2 separate regions of the Rattus norvegicus genome follow, and region 2 is linked to region 1. A link is a contact called in public Hi-C data. All regions are on one chromosome and are shown on one strand. The core of a region is the stretch at or near the end of the contact, and the rest is flanking DNA. Distances in the headings are between cores, read along the strand shown.

Region 1 (4,355 bases), core at 502-3,001:
AAATCTATCACAGAGGCATCTCTTGAGACTAACCAGATGTTCAAAATTCAATTATTAGATCAGAGGAACTAAGAAGTACAACACTAAGAAGAAAACCACGTTAGCAAATTAAATACATATGAAAAAATGCTAGTATCGAGACTTTTGAACTAAAATTAACACGATAAACTAATTAAAACCAATCAAAGAATAAAATAACTTTTTAATTTAAGTATAAAAGCTTAAACCTCTGAATAGCAATTCACTATCCTAATAGGTAGGACAGGGTTACTTTTCGGCTCTGGCTGCACTCCACTGACTGTGCTGTATCAGTTTGAACAATTCTGGCATGTTAAAGGGCAATCAATCAACAAACGAGACAGCACACACCAAACATAAACTATTTTCCAAAGTCCGTGTGAGTCTACCCTGTGGTACGTCCTTGATTCAGAAGCACCCCTAGAGGCAGATGTAGAGTCTAAATGGGGTTCCAAGCTCTTGCTGGTCAACTGTTGATTTGATCTAGGGTTTTCTTTACACTCCTTGCCAAACTAAGTGAGGATTCATAGACTCAAAGACAAATCACAACCAGATTGGCCTTGAAAGGGATGCTGGATCTTTGTCAAACGAATTGAAAAATCTGCTGATCATTTATCTATTTTGGCATGAGTCTTTAATTTCTTGGCCTTGTAAATCATTCTCTAGGTTTCTATCAGGTTACAAGAATTTCTTAAATATCTAGGAACGTGATTATCGTTTCCACTAATGACATCTAGCTCATAAAAGGCAAGGATGTGAAATTAGTAAATCAAAAGATAGTAATTCTCAAAGAATAAGCCAGAACCAGTAAACAACTCGTGAAAAGTCCCCAAACGTGGTGGGAAAAGTAAGTAAGCCAAAAGGGGTGCCAAGCATTCCTGCGAGGCATTAGGCACGGATACCAATTTGAATTTACTTACAAAACCTTACAAAAGTCCTTGGAAGCACAGCCGTGCGAACCAAGTTCCCGTTGCACTACAAAGAAACACGATTCCTTCATAACCTCTCCAAAGACAATCGAGGTCTTCTATGAAATAACATTTACGTCTAACGAGACTGTAAGGTGTCACTTGGTCCCGGTTTCAAGCTAGTTCTGTATAGCTAAACCTACAGGCCAGCTAACTCGGCAGCAGTTTGTTCGGACCCTGGATGTGGCGACTGAGGGACAAGTAGAGAAAGTGATGAACTAGCTAAGCGTGGAGAAAACCAGAGCCGAGGCTCAGCGGAGTAGGGAGTAGGGGGACTGGACGACGAAAGGGAACGCAGGTACCTGGCGACCCTGGAGTCGCCAAGGCAGGGCAGGTGGGGCAAGCGCGCAGGTGGGAAGGGGAGTGGGGCTTGCTCCGGGAGCGCGGAGCAGGGGCAGCTGGGGTTACCTTTGAGCTGGGGCAGGGGGTGCAGCTCCGCCTGGCTGCCCTGGCTGCGGAACTGCGACGAGCCCTGAGAGCGCTTCTGCCTCTGCGCCTTGCGCACCGATTTCCGGGTGAAGCCGTCCACTTTCTCCGAGGCCGAGATGGCGGCGCAGGCAACTGGTGCGGGCGGCGACGGCGACGACATCTCGGCGACCCGGGCGCTCGGCGCCTGCCGAGGCGACTGGCCCGGGAAATCGGCGGGGCACGGGGACGGGCACGGCGAGCCTGCGCCCCTGCGTCCCGGGCCCCGGCCGCGCCGCCCTCGCGCTCCGCAAGCTGCTCCTCACCCGACAGCGCCTCACAGCCGCATCCCCGCGCCGCGAGGCCACCTCCCGGGGCTGGCGGAGGGGAGGGCGGGGGCGCGCGGGCCGCACAAGTTGCTGACGCCCGGCGCCGAGGGCGGGCGGAGGCGAGCCCGAAGTTTGGACGGCTGGGGAGAGCGCGCGGGTGCGGACGCCGGGCGCGCCTCGCGGCCCCTTGGCGCGCCGAGCCCGGGCAGATCCTCAGCGGCTGCTGCCCGCGCCGTCCGCCCGGCCGGGAGCCTCCTCCCGGGGCGCTTCCATCGCGGGTCCGCGCGAGCTGCCGCCGAGCTCTCGTTCTCCTGTCAGCGCTGGCCCCTCATCGCCCGGGGCGGCCACCCGCGCCCCGATCTTTGGAGAGTCGCCCTCGCTCAGCCTCCCGCGCCCACCGGCCGCCCACGGAGCACGCCCGGGGTAGCAACTGCTACAACTTGAGAGGGTGGCTGGTACGGGCGAGGGGGGACTCCGTGCGCGTGCGTGCGCGCTCCCGCGGCCCGGGGGAGGTCCTCGCGGGGGGTGGAGGGAGGAGTTTGACTGACAACTTCCGCGGGGTCCCACTAGCCTCCCGAGTCTCCGGAGGGGGCCGGGGCGGGAAAGCATGCCAGTTCCCTCGACCAATCGCAGAGCTAAGCGGCAGACGGGGAGGGGGCGTGGCCTCCCGGATGTCTATCAAGAGTCCATAGCTGGGTGGGAAGGAGGGAGGGGGCTATGTGACAGACGCGGGCCACAACCAATCGCAAGTGAAGTCAGTGAGCGGGGTGCCTTGTGCGTCACAACTGTAAAGGAGAGCTCTCAGGAGGGAGAAAGGGGAAACGCGGCGCCGCGGTCGGCTTCCGTGTACTCTGGCGCTACGCTTCAACTCTAATTGTCCTCCAGACAGCGAGTGAGAGGGAAACTACACAGTCAGCTCAAAAAGCAGAAGAGTGTCCCCCCCTTCTCTCTGCGTCCTGGGGACCAATGAGGACCTAAAGCGAGGGCCGGGGCGCCCAAGAACGCCAGGCATTGCGTCAGTGGAGCGGGGGCGGGGCCGAGGTCGTGTCAGAGCGGAGTGATTGACAGGCCAAAGAGCCCGGGGAGAGGAATGAGCTTGTCCAATCGGAGCGCGGTGCTAGGCTCCTGGGCGGGCCTTCGTTCTCTCTGGTCCTAAACCGCGTAATTGGTGGTTGGGGAATCCATTTGTAGCTCCCAAGGTCTCGGCGCCGCGGTTCACTGAGCGCTGATCTCGCGTGGGGTTTGGGCAAGCTCGTTTCTACCACTTCAGAGAACTCTGCAAGTCTACTCCCTCTGAAAAGAAGTTTCCCGTCTCGAACTTAGCCCAAGTTTAGCCTTCAGTCATCTGTAGCCAAGTTCAGATTAGCTGATTTGGGGTTTTGGGATCTCTTCCTAGGAGATTCCGTCTAAGTTTTATATTTAAAGCCAAGGACTGCTCATGTTAGCTTTGGGCATCCGTATGAGCTTCAACAGTAAGTGATCTCCCCTCTCCAATAGTCTCTGCAGTCTCTCCTGCAAGTCTTACACCTTTTCCTTTTGACATAAAAACTGAGGTGAAGTAGACTGGCCTGATGTTCGAGGAGGATCGAGAAGTATGCAAAAGTAGAGTTCTAGACCCACACTCGAAACATTCCCTTAGCTAAATTATATAGCCAACCTAGGTGTACAACAGAGGAATGCAAAAGGAAATATGATGTGTATACAGAATTTTCCCACCATAAAGAGCAAAATTATATCATTTGTAAGAAAAGAGGCCCAACCGGAGATAATCATATTAGGCTGATTAAGCCAGTCTCAAAAACATAAAAACATCTTGTTTCCTCTTGTTTGCGGTTCCTAGATTTTACATAGGTATGTTAAATCAAGAATTTGCAGAATGAAAGTAGACATGAAATTGTCTAAGGGAATTAAAGGGATTAATGGAAGGGGAATATGTTTGATGTACAAGAAATACTTGTATGAAATTTCTAATATAAAATTAAATATAAAAAACAAAAAGTTATATACATTCTTTCCATCAAAGAGGCTCAGTCAGACTGCATCAGCAACTTCAAGACCTTTCTTATCCAATCCAGACTACCTCACAATGTTCAAAGCTTTTTTTTTCTTTTAACAATTTGCAAATGAACCACCCATCATAATTCAGGGGTTTGAAGATCACTGCCAGCTGGCCTTTCAAAGGGCCAGTTTTACATATATTTCCAGATTATAATATAATTAGATCATTCCCCCTTCCCTCCAAACCACCATTCTTGCATCTCTCAAATTCATAGTCTCTTTTTCTTTAGTTGTTTATGTATGTATATATAGAGATAGGTATATTCCTAGGTATATAAATAAGACCTGCTCAATCCCTATAATGTTACTTGTACATGTATGTGTCAGGGGTGACCATTTGGGATTCGATAACCAATGAGTGTGCTCTTCTCCAGTTCTCAGCTTTTCTTAGTTACATGTAGTTCTTTGTCTTATGTCCCTGCAGAATAGAGTTCAAGTTCAGTCTGACTCCTGACTTGCCAGGCATGTGTATATGCTCTTCCTCATCCTCTTTTTCTTCTAATCCTCTACCTCCTACTCTTCCTCCTCCTTTTCCTTCTCCTCCTCTTCTTTCTCCCCCTTCTTCCAGTTCAGGCAC
Region 2 (4,533 bases), core at 722-3,221, 430 kb after region 1:
AAAGAAACCAAGCAAGGACCTAAGAATGTTGTTGCCCACATTTAGAATATGTCTTCTCCATTCAATTAATTTAACATAAACCCTCACATACATGCTCAGAGGCTAACCTAACCTACACCGTCTCTACAGGTGTGTCCAAAGGCTTGACCCCTAGGTGATGCTACAGCCTGTCAAGTTGACAATCAACAGTAACCGTGATGGGGTAAGGCGTGAAGTAGGGATCCAAGTGGAATTTCTGACAAATGGAATAGCAGTTATCAAGTTAGTTTTGAGAAGCTCAGAAAGTGTGTTGGGTTTGGAGCAAAGAGTTCTTTGTCCAGAAAGGAAATGAAGGGTTGGGTATGAAGCAGGCTAGCCAACGACCTCAACAGGAGTGTCAGTGCACACGTACACACACGTACACCACACATCACAGACAACACGCAACACACACACACACAACATACCACAACATATCTCACTCTACACAGCATAAACATCACATACCACATACACATATATACATACAACATACCACATATATTACATATAACACATACCACATATAAACACATCACATACATCATATACAACACACACCACATACAACATACCACACATACAAACATAACACACATATCACATACAGCACTCTACATATCATAAACACCATCACACCACATACCACACATAATGTATACCGCACGCACCATATAAATGACCTCAGCCATTTGTAGCTCCTTATATAATTTCTGAGATCTAAATTAATCCTACTCCTTTGAGGTGAGACAATGTCCTTGAATGTTAATTTAAAAGTTCTCCTGGCTGGCAATCCAATTAGCTTATACTAAATTCAGTACACGAAATAAATTCTTTATTTTTAACATAAGGAAGTTTCTAATTCTTATTAATAGGACATTGGGTTCTTTTTCAATCACACCATGAACAGATATTTTAAGAACAATGACCCAATTATGCAACAGATTATTAGCTTTCTGGTAATGCACGCTATCCTCTAGCTGCCCCGGATGGAGACCTTTAGCTCCCCTTTCCCAAGTCAAAGCAGGGCTGGCTGTGTGAGCTGAAGTCAGTAAACTGCATTCAGCTCCCCTGATAGGCTATTTGGGAACACTTCTTTTCCTAACACACTTTTTTTGGTAGATGTCTTAGAAGTAAAATTTGACAGTGTGGTGACCACTGTGTTCTGGATGCTTCCATACTTGATCCCTGAGCTTTGGATACGTTTCTATGTGACAGGTCTCTCAGTTCAATGTTCAGAGATATAGACTGTGCTAACTGTGCCCAGAAAACACATGCCAACTCTCTGTCTCTGTGGGTCTCTGTCTCTCTGTCTGTCTCTCTGTCTCTGTCTCTGTCTCTGTCTCTCTCTCTCTCTCGGCCGGGGGTGTCTTTCTCGCGGGTGGGGGTAAGGCAGGGCCCATCTACAAAGCTCTAGCTTCCTTCAAGTTACTAAGTAGACCAGGCTGGCCTCCAGCTCACAGAAATCTGCCTGCCCGCACCACCATGCCGGGCTGGAACAAGGATTCCTGCTCTCTAAGTGTGAGGAATGTAAAGTGCTCGGTGCACTCACTGTGTCCCTCACAGTACCACAACACGTACCGGTTTACGTTCAGGGGCTGCGGGCACATGAGTCGGAAAAGGCTGGGGGGTCAAAGTGGAAAGGTCAAAAGGCCAGCGTCTCCAGTCTGAGATCTTTGGACCTCCGTTACCACAGCGACCTCAGCGGAGGAATGGAATTACCGAAGCCCCAACAGGCTTTGCGCGGTCCCAGGTCCCTGGGGTTTTCGACGCCGCGCGAACTCCGTAGAGCAGCTCACTAACGCAGACACCAACGCCGACGCGGTTGCCTAGCGACACGCATTTTCCCAAGATGCCTAGCAGTGTTGTGTTTTCTCAGCCAATCAGAGCTGAGATGCACCTTCACTGTGGACCAATAGGAGGCGAGGCCGCAGCCCGCGACGGTTGACCGGGCGGCCGGTTGCTCCGCTCCGACAAGCAGACTAGGGTCCCCGGGGTCGGCGCTGTTGGCGTGCGGCGGGCGAGCCTGGACTCCGAGCGGCGCGGTAGTGTGGTTGCCGGGGTGGCCGCTCGTCATGCCGTCCCGGGTGGAGGACTACGAGGTGCTGCACAGCATCGGCACCGGCTCCTACGGCCGCTGTCAGAAGATTCGGAGGAAGAGCGACGGCAAGGTGAGGCGCCGGGCAGCCCTTCCATGGCGGGCTTAGGGAGGGACAAGCGTCGCCTACGCTGGGAAGGGGCAGGGCGGCCACCTGAACTCTTCGTGGAGGATCGGATTGTAGCCTCCAGGGAAGGGAAGGGTAGGGTTCGTGGGCTGGCCGCCACGGCTGGGAACCCCTGGAGGCGCGAATCCGCGGCGGGCCGAGAGCCGAGCTCACGTGCTCTGCATTCCCGCTGCGCCCTAGGCCTTCCAGGACTCTAGCGTAGGGGATGGTGCCGCCCACATTTAGGGTGGGTCTTCCCAGTAAATTAACCCGGTCTGGACTCCCTCGCTGACACACCTGCATGGAGTTTCCGGAGACCCGGGAACGTGCCACATAGTGTTAAGTTTTTCAGCTTGGAAATTTCATCCTTTGTCTCCGAGGACAATAGAGCCTCACACCTTGAGAATGTTGTGTTTCAGATCCTGGTGTGGAAAGAACTTGACTATGGCTCCATGACAGAGGTGGAGAAACAAATGCTTGTGTCTGAAGTGAACTTGCTTCGTGAGCTGAAACATCCAAACATCGTCCGTTACTACGATCGTATTATCGACAGAACCAACACAACCCTATACATTGTCATGGAGTACTGTGAGGGCGGGGACCTGGCTAGTGTCATTACAAAGGGGACCAAGGATAGGTAAGCTGAACGGGTCTAGTTTGGTGGTCGTTAAGTACAGTCTGTCGAGAACAGGGGCAGAATCCTTAATAATGTGGTAGAATGTTTCTGTGCTTGTTTGGTGGCTGCATGATAGGTTGGAAAGTCCTTAGCAAATCAGTTCCCACAGTTCATGCCAAAGATAATTTACTTCTGTGTTTGTACACTTTAAATGATTTGTCCGGTATTGAAGATGATTTCATTCAGGATTGTGAACTGTGTGATTGCTTTTGCTCCAGACAATACTTAGAGGAAGAGTTTGTCCTTCGAGTGATGACTCAGTTGACACTGGCCCTGAAAGAGTGTCACAGAAGGAGCGATGGTGGCCACACTGTACTTCACCGGGACCTAAAGCCAGCCAATGTCTTCCTGGACAGCAAGCACAATGTCAAGCTTGGGGACTTTGGGCTAGCTAGAATATTGAATCACGACACAAGTTTTGCAAAGACGTTTGTTGGCACACCCTATTACATGTCTCCTGTGAGTATTTTAGAATTTAACTTTTTTTTTTCCCCTTGAGACAGGGTTTCTTTCTCTGTGTAGCCCTGGCTATCCTGGAACTCACTTTGTAGATCAGACTGGCCTTGAACTCAAAGTGATCCTCCTGCCTCTGCCACCCAAGTGCTGGAATTAAAGGTGTGAACTACCACATCTGAATTTAACTTTTTAGTATCTTAAGTGGAGCATTTAGATGTAAAGAAACGAGGCTTGGGTTGCTAAATAGCCCAGGATTCACAGTACAGTTTAAGTTTTGAGTTTTTACTTTATTCCCCTGATATTGGGGACTGAACCTAGGCCTTCAGACATTTGAGGCGAGCGCTATGCCATTGAGTTATAGTCCAAGTTCTTTTTATATATAATACATATTTGTTAAATGTTATTATTTATGTATACATAATATGTGTGTCTTGTGAGTGAATGGTGTGTGTGTGTGTGTGTGTGTGTGTGTGTGTGTGTGTGTGTGTACGATGGAGGCCGGAGGAGGGACTGGACTCACCCATTCCACACATTCAGACCAGAGTTTCAGGCAACTGTGCTGACCAGATACTAGAAATTGAACTCCAGTCTTATGGAAGAGCATCAAGTGCTTAACCACTGAGCTCTCTAACCCCACTTAGATTTTTCTCCAAAGAGACTTCCTGCCAAACAGTTCCTCTGTATTCAACTAGAGCTTTAAAAAGGAAAAGAAAACTAAAGACTTATCTATGTGTATGGGTGTTATGTCTACATGTATGTAAGTGTACCTGTCTGTGCCAAATGCCCAAGAGGGTCAGAAGACATTGGATTCTTTGGAACAAGAGTTGTGGATGGATTGAGCTGTCATGTCAGGGCTGCAAACTAAACCCAGGCCTCTGTAAGAGTAGCAGGTGCTTTAAACCACCGAGCGGTCTTGCAGTGTCCCTCATGACCCAGGTTAGCTAGACAGTTCTGCTAGCCTAGAACTCGGAGATCTGCCTATACCACATTGCTTAGCTTTTGTTTTTAAATGCCAGGGTTACAAATAGTGTTTAACACAAAGATGTTTCCCAAGGAGTCAGTGAAACAGTGTTTAAAGGCAACAGTGTTTCCCAAGATGTCAGTCCTGAAGTGGTGACCTCAGACTCCCTGGGAGTACTTTTTCTTAACATACAGAATCCTGGACCCCAGGTAAAATGC

What was found. A called contact is a pair of places that touch in the nucleus more often than the background predicts.
Region 2: a contact with region 1 is called in a Hi-C map of the A7r5 cell line, with 5 times the contacts expected there. The contact joins the promoter of Nek2 here to the promoter of Ppp2r5a in region 1. A contact is called at or near these places in 6 of 12 Hi-C or Micro-C datasets (the A7r5 cell line, Schwann cells, frontal cortex and 3 more).

What each region holds. Positions count from the first base shown.
Region 1 is chr13:105,505,016-105,509,370 of GRCr8, forward strand. It overlaps Ppp2r5a (protein phosphatase 2, regulatory subunit B', alpha), which reads right to left and starts at 1,752. Exons shown (of 13, transcript NM_001107891.1): 1 at 1,395-1,752. The coding sequence starts at 1,575.
Region 2 is chr13:105,934,838-105,939,370 of GRCr8, forward strand. Nek2 (NIMA-related kinase 2) reads left to right here and starts at 1,972. Exons shown (of 8, transcript NM_053691.2): 1 at 1,972-2,189; 2 at 2,642-2,859; 3 at 3,117-3,357. The coding sequence starts at 2,094. LOC120096356 (a long non-coding RNA gene) reads right to left here and starts at 1,736. Exons shown (of 3, transcript XR_005492767.2): 1 at 1,600-1,736.